Regions from separate parts of the Triticum aestivum genome. Here region 2 is linked to region 1. The links are chromatin contacts, called in public Hi-C maps. All regions are on one chromosome and are shown on one strand. The core of a region is the stretch at or near the end of the contact, and the rest is flanking DNA. Distances in the headings are between cores, read along the strand shown.

What was found. A called contact is a pair of places that touch in the nucleus more often than the background predicts.
Region 2: a Hi-C map of leaf shows a contact between it and region 1, with 3 times the contacts expected there. The contact joins the promoter of LOC543189 here to the promoter of LOC123111422 in region 1. A contact is called at or near these places in 2 of 5 Hi-C or Micro-C datasets (both in leaf) and 1 of 1 datasets of contacts at active chromatin or transcription factors (leaf).

Annotation. Positions count from the first base shown.
Region 1 is chr5B:285,131,473-285,135,085 of IWGSC CS RefSeq v2.1, forward strand. LOC123111422 (monothiol glutaredoxin-S12, chloroplastic) reads left to right here and starts at 1,686. Exons shown (of 2, transcript XM_044532216.1): 1 at 1,686-2,117; 2 at 2,577-3,221. The coding sequence starts at 1,755. The coding sequence ends at 3,083.
Region 2 is chr5B:285,349,505-285,353,117 of IWGSC CS RefSeq v2.1, forward strand. It overlaps LOC543189 (fatty acid desaturase DES3), which reads left to right and starts at 1,872. Exons shown (of 8, transcript XM_044532217.1): 1 at 1,872-2,323; 2 at 2,459-2,548; 3 at 3,181-3,247. The coding sequence starts at 2,025.

The DNA of each region.
Region 1 (3,613 bases), core at 436-2,935:
TCTTTTGATTTATTTGTTCCTTTTTCACCATCGTTCTTGTCTCCAATTTTAGTTTTTCTGTTCTTGTTGGTTTTTATATTCGTGTCATTTAACTTTTCCCTTTTTATGTCAATATCTGAATAGTTTTTAGGAATATAAGAATATTTTTATATAGATTAACATATTTTTCATGTACATGAACATTACACGCCATAAACATTCAAAACAAGTATGGGCATTTTTAAGAATATAAAGGGATATATTTTTTCTACTGCATGAACATTTCTTTTCAACCACAATATTTTTAATACGTAAACATTTCTATTTTTACACATAATGATTTTCTATTAATTACAACATTATTAGAAAGTAAATGTAAAAGGAAAAAACATCACTTTTAGTGGACAACGCTAGTGCCCGGCCCATTAGGCTTTCCTTTAGGCAAAGCTCCTGGTATATCTGATGGCACAACGATATACCTGATGGTATATCTGATGGCACAACAAGTTCTCAAAAATGAATCTGATTTATTTAGCCAAAAAAATATCTGATGGCACAACGATACGTAAAGGAAAAGTTGCTTACAACAAGCCCAGCAAAAGCCGCATTTTTCCTTTTTTCTTTTCTTTTCACTTTCCTTTGTTATTTTGTACTATTCATTAATTTGAAAATACATTTTGCTTTTAAAAGATGATAAATTTTTGAAAAGGGATCTTGCATTTTTTAAATCATGTATTAAAAATATCAATGTATTTATCAAAAAATGGTTATATTTATTTTTAAACAGGGAAAAAGAAAGACATGAAGATATAGAAAAGAGAAAAATGAAAAGAAAAGGAAAAATCCTTTGAAGATTGGATATAAAACTGTCCGCCAAAAGGTTAAAGTAAAAAAGGCACACAAAATGTCCAAACATCGCCTCGACGATGTGCCCATAGAAAAGAGTTGGCTCGGGACAAAGAGTCCACCTATTTGAGGCTTTTTATGATGGTGCTTCAAATAGTTAGGATTTTTCTTGCGAGAAAATAGTCAGGATTGGGACCTCCTATTCCCCGTCTTCAACGCCGAGCTGTCGTTATAACAGGTTCAACGCTCACTCTACACCCTTTGACCACTATTTTTTTAGCGTGGCGCTCACTCATCTAAAAAACAGCTATTGGTGGCTTAGTAAAAAAATTATATTGAGAAAATGTTTTATAACAACTTACAAAATTGAAATAAAAGACTAAAAGTGTATTTCAAGAATGTTCATTGTGTATCTAAAAAATGTTTATCATGTGTTAAAGGTACAATGTATACTGAAAAACCGTCATTTTTCCTTCAAGAAGTGTTGTGTACACAGTAGAAAATCGAATGAAAATTTTAAAATAATGGCTAATTATAAGATGTTCTATACTTTTTATGAATCGGATGTTTATAGACGCGCTTTAGTGTGTTTGTTCACTCATTTTAGTCTGTATGTAATTCATATTGAAATATCCAAACATCTTATAATTGGTACGGAAGGGATATAATGACCTGAAAAAATAAAAGGGAAAATAAGACAAAAAATGAAAACCGGCGAATGAAGCTGGCCCAGAGTATTTACCGAGAAAAAAAATAACATTTTGCGTATAGGAGCAAGTAGTTCAATTTGTTGAAAAGTTGGGCTTTTCTCAACGATTAGGCCGTCGGCCGTGTGTCATCCAGCCCAGTTCGAGAAGAAGAACACGCGGCTGGACATCATCGTCTCCACACACCTCCACCTCACCTTTCTCCGGCTCAACCGCGCTACCATGACTTTCCCCATGGCCACCTCCACCGCCTCCACGGCCGCCGCCGCTTCCCTCCGCCTCCTCCCGGTGCCAGCCACCCCATCCTCCAGCACTCTCCGCTTCGCGCCCATCCTCCGCCGCGCGCCCCGCGCCCTCTTGTCCGTCTCCGCCCTCAGCAAGCTCTCCGAGGCGTCCCCCGTCCCCATCCCGCAGGAGCCCACCCAGACTTTGCCCGACGAGGACGCGCTTCCCCCTAGGCCCGGGGTCTACGGAGTCTTCGACCCCGCCGGGGACCTGCAGTTTCTCGGGATCTCGCGCAACGTCAGGGCCAGCGTCGAGGGGCACCGCAGAAAGGTGCCCGCTGACCTCTGCGCCTCCGTCAAGGTATACACAGTTACGCATCTCCCATTCAGTAGGATTTCATTTACATCATGGAACTGGATTGCGCAAAGGGTGTCCTGTAGTGTTTGATGATGAAGGCTTCTGAAGTGATCATGGTTTCTTCTCAACAAGTTTACCTTAAGGGTTGATTGCTATCCCACGGTCTTGCTATACACTTCTGCAAATGATTGCCCTGTCCCACGGTCTTGCTATACACACTTAATCACTAATGACTACGTATCAACTCCCAGTTATCTCTCTACACGTTTTGACATTGAGGGTGTGGCTAGGTCTCAGTCGACTGAGAAAAAGAAAAAACTGAAAAGAAAATTTTGCACGAATCTTAATGTAAGATCTCACAGATATAGCATCGACTGAGACTTTATTAAGTTTCAATCGACTGAGACTTAGCAAGACTGTTTGACATACTACTTGAGGATTTGATAACACTTATTTCTACAGGTTGCAATACCAGACGAGGAAACACCAGATAAAAGTGTCCTGACTAATGCCTGGAAATCATGGATGGAAGAATACATAGCAGCCACTGGCAAGGCGCCACCAGGGAATGTTGCCGGGAACCACACCTGGATCGGTCCTCCACAGAGACCTGCAGATTTGCGTTTGACTCCTGGTCGCCATGTTCAGCTAACTGTGCCACTTGAACAGTTGATTGATCGGTTAGTGAAGGAAAATAAAGTGGTTGCCTTCATCAAAGGATCAAGAAGTGCTCCCCAGTGTGGGTTCTCGCAAAGAGTGGTGGGGATCCTGGAGGCACATGGAGTGGATTTTGCATCCGTAGATATTCTTGATGAGGAGCACAACCATGGGTTGAGAGAGACCCTCAAGACCTACAGCAACTGGCCAACCTTCCCACAGGTTTTTGTTGGAGGAGAACTTGTGGGCGGATGTGATATTATTTCATCCATGGCTGAAAAGGGGGAGCTTGCTGCCCTATTTCAGAAATAGCACTCTCACCTTGGAGTTTAAGTAATGTTTTGTTTTATCAGGTGCAAAATGTGACCTTATCTCTTGTACTGTTGCAATAATGCTTAACTTATTGTAAGGCACAAAGTTCTTGGCTCAGAAACACGTTGATTCAATTTAGAAGAGGTGGCATTGTACTGTGAAACTTGCTGGTTGTTTTTGAGAGAGGGCTTAGCAAAGGTGGCTGTGTGTATTTTTGTGGTCGTTTCACATCTTGCACATGATACATTGTAGCTACATGAGAAAGTATGTGGTACATGAAGTGAGAAAATCGCTGGATTGAGTTCTAAGGTTCAACTCAGAAAAGTAAAATTATGATTGAAACTTGGAATATTTTTCTAGGTTCACTTCACAACTAGCTGATAACTGAGATGTTTCCTGTTGCCTCAGCACTTCCTTTATTTTTCTTCTTTCAAATTAGAAGAAAATAAAGCTATTTGCACTTCAAGTGTCAGTTGATTTATTGTCACTGTGCTCAAGAGTGTTCACAATGTTACCGAAGTGTTTGGATC
Region 2 (3,613 bases), core at 622-3,121, 220 kb after region 1:
TGGTCGATGACCCTGACTACACCGCGTTCATAACGTCATCTTCAAGGGCCATGGTGAGGCCTTCCACATCGACATCCCAGGCCAAGCTTTCGATCCCGACGCGACAAGCCAGGACTGCCGCGGCAGTATGGTGAATTGGTGACACCCAATTCATCGGCCATGATGAAGATGAGAACGACCATGGCAACTCATGGCATGAAGATGATGACATGTATTGTGAATATAAGGAAGAAGAGGTCGACATTGCGGAGGAGCCCTTGTTTATCGATGAGCTCACCCAAAGGGCCGACGCACAAAAGAAGAGGCAAAGCATTCACACGGGATCATACACCCAAGAGGAGGACACTTTGATTTGCGAGAGTTGGATGGAGATAGGCCAAGATCCGATGAAAGGTGTCGGGCAAAAATGATCCATCTTTTGGATGACAGTTCACAAAACCTTTCATGAGCGAAGGAAGTTTGCCCCCTACCAATTTGCAAGCACCCGCGACATCAACTCAATCAAAAGAGATGGGGGTTCATTCAACAAGAGTGCAACAAGTATTGTGCCGCGGTTGAGTGTCGAAACCCGTCTCGTGAGTGGCCTAGGCGTTGGTGACTTGGTATGAACCTCTCGTTTTTCCATCTTGTGTCATTTCATCTTGGCATGCCATTTATGTTTCATGCATCTTGTGTCCTTCCATGTTACAATTGCGGTCACACCTTTGATTGTGTATGCATTTCAATCTTTGGAAGCCTTCAAGGCCCGGCACAAGAACAAGCCATTTACTCTCACGCATTGTTGGTCGCTCATCAAAGATTGCCCCAAGTTCAAAGACCAATATGCCGCTCGTAGGAAGAAAGGAGGAAAGGCGGCCGTGGCCGAGGAGGGAGACTTGATCAAGAGGCCGAGGGCAAGACCAGCTCAAAGGCCGACAAGAGGCGTGATGCGTCTTCCATGGCCTTGCAGGAAACTTTGGAATGCATGATGAGCCAAAAGGAAGTGAGAGAGGAGAGAAGGAGCAAGGGGAAGGATGAGCAAATGAAGATATACCTAGAACTCCAAACGAAGAAGCTTGAGATGGAGGAGGCCGCCAAGAGGAAGCTTGACATTGAGGAGGCCGCTCATCTGAAGAAGCTCGAGACCAAGGCCACCAATGCCGATCCCAAAGCAAAAGAGGTGGCACTCGCGATCATGAGCGTCGACAAGAACAACATGTCACCGGAGAGGAAGCTTGGTTCGCGAAGATGTTCGCCTGAGACGGCCTGAACTAGGTGAGACCTCGCTCGTGGACTATGGCCGTTCATTTTGAAGGCTGGCTGGTGTGCCGGCCGCTGGCTTTGTTGTCGGCGTGAAACTGGAGGGTGACCATTCTGTAGGCTGTTGGCTTTGCCGGCCGTCATGAACTGGTGTGAACTATGGCCGCAGCCATTTAGCTACATCTTTTGTTGCTTTTAAAAATTTGCATGCACGTGGATTAGATGCGACCGCGAATTGGGCGCACGCCCGATGCATCCACAAATTCGGCCACCCGCCGCCCTATTGTCACCCTCAAACGGACAAAATCTAAACGTCGCGGACGTGCGTTGGAGTTGCCCTTAAAACAGATTTAGGTGTAGAAAAATTTCAACTCACTTTATAGGCGAATCTTTAATTCATTCTCTCCGTGTATTATGGAGAAAGAAAAAGAGGAGGGCCCACTGGGCATGGTATGGACGGCAAGCAGGGTCGCACGATGGACGTGCACCGGCCAAACTCAATTGGTTTACAGGACTACTACTACGGTACACTACTAGGGCATACCAGCAAAAATTTAGCAGGAGCTCTTGCCCGTAGTTGCAAACCGGCAGGTAATTATAATCTCGGTTTATAAATAGCGGCCCACCCGCACCCCTCCTCCATTGAGACGAGACGAGAGGAGGAGAGGTGTATCTCTGCCCGGCCACCCAAGCCAAGCCCCTCCCGAATCTCTCTCTCCTCCCCTACCATTGCCTTGCCCCCCGCTCCCCCTCCCCCACGCACACGCACAGATCCATCCGCGGCCATGGCCCCCGCAATGAGGCCGGAGCAGGAGGCGAGCTGCAAGGCCACCGAGGACCACCGCTCCGAGTTCGACGCCGCCAAGCCGCCGCCCTTCCGCATCGGCGACGTCCGCGCCGCCGTGCCGGCCCACTGCTGGCGCAAGAGCCCCCTGCGCTCCCTCTCCTACGTCGCCCGCGACGTCGCCGTCGTGGCGGCGCTGGCCGCCGCCGCGTGGCGGGCCGACAGCTGGGCCCTCTGGCCGCTCTACTGGGCCGTCCAGGGCACCATGTTCTGGGCGCTCTTCGTCCTCGGACACGACTGGTGCGTTGTTGTTTCCTCTTTCTCGCTCCCGGCCTGCCCAGATCGATGCGTGCGGCGTGCCACATTTGGTGCTACCTAGTAGCACTGCTATCATACGCCTGTCTATCTGATACATCTACCTATCTACGCTTGCAGTGGTCACGGGAGCTTCTCGGACAGCGGCACGCTCAACAGCGTCGTCGGCCACCTGCTGCACACATTTATTCTCGTCCCGTACAATGGCTGGTAACAATTTTGTACATACATTTTACTAAGTAAACCAGGAGGGAGGTACTACTTGCAGGGCAAGATTATTACTCGTTCCGTCGCAAATGTGTAGTAGTACTATCGGTTTTCTAGTCTAGAAAAGCAATTTGCAATCCTTTGTTTTGTTGACAAATCTCCGAGAGGGAGAGAACCCGCGCCTGAATATGTTACTCGAAAGAAGTTGGAAAGGGCAACACAAACTTTGCTGTTGCGAAGTAGCAATTTCCCTTTTACTTACATGTACAAAGCACTATTGCCTGTGAGGCATGTCTGTTCCACCGCTGTTGACCCATGCAAGCGGCCGCAGAGAATTTCTCTTGGGAAAAACCCATCTTTCTTTAAAGGAAGGAAACACAAAAAAGTTTGATTGAATCACTGCCGACAACGGTTTGTTTACTAGGAGCTAGCGGTGCTGCACAGTCTTCAAGGTCCTTCCAACACCACACACCAATGCTGGAGTACTAGTAGTTCCATTATCATGCATGCATCTGAGTTTCTTTAGCAACAAATAATTAGTTTAGGAGGAGTAATTTATATGGAGTGGTACCAATCTGGCATTAATCAACCTTTTCTGAAGCCGATCTGAATCTGATTTTGCTATGTGTGTGCAGGAGGATCAGCCACAGAACGCACCATCAGAACCATGGCCACATCGAAAAGGACGAGTCATGGCACCCGGTTAGTACCACTACTGCACTCTACTACATGCACATATTTTTTTCCAGCATGTCTCCATCACTGCAATTCCCAAAGGACTTTGCGCACATAAAGAAAAAAAAGGAAGAAACTCAGAGCAGCTCGATGGATGGGCAGATATTTTTCTTGAGAACCCTCTACCTTGTATTTTATACTGACACTCGTTAGTAGTAAAAGTTTAGAGAGTTTGGCATAATAATAATTGAGCAAAAGTTGAACAAATATCGCATCTGGCTGCTGCATGAATCATGGAGGTGATAGCTAGCAGTGGTACTAGAAAGAGAGCAACGATGCACCTGCCTGCTTTTTCAGCCGCTGCAGAGGCACCACATGTTGACATGTTGTGCA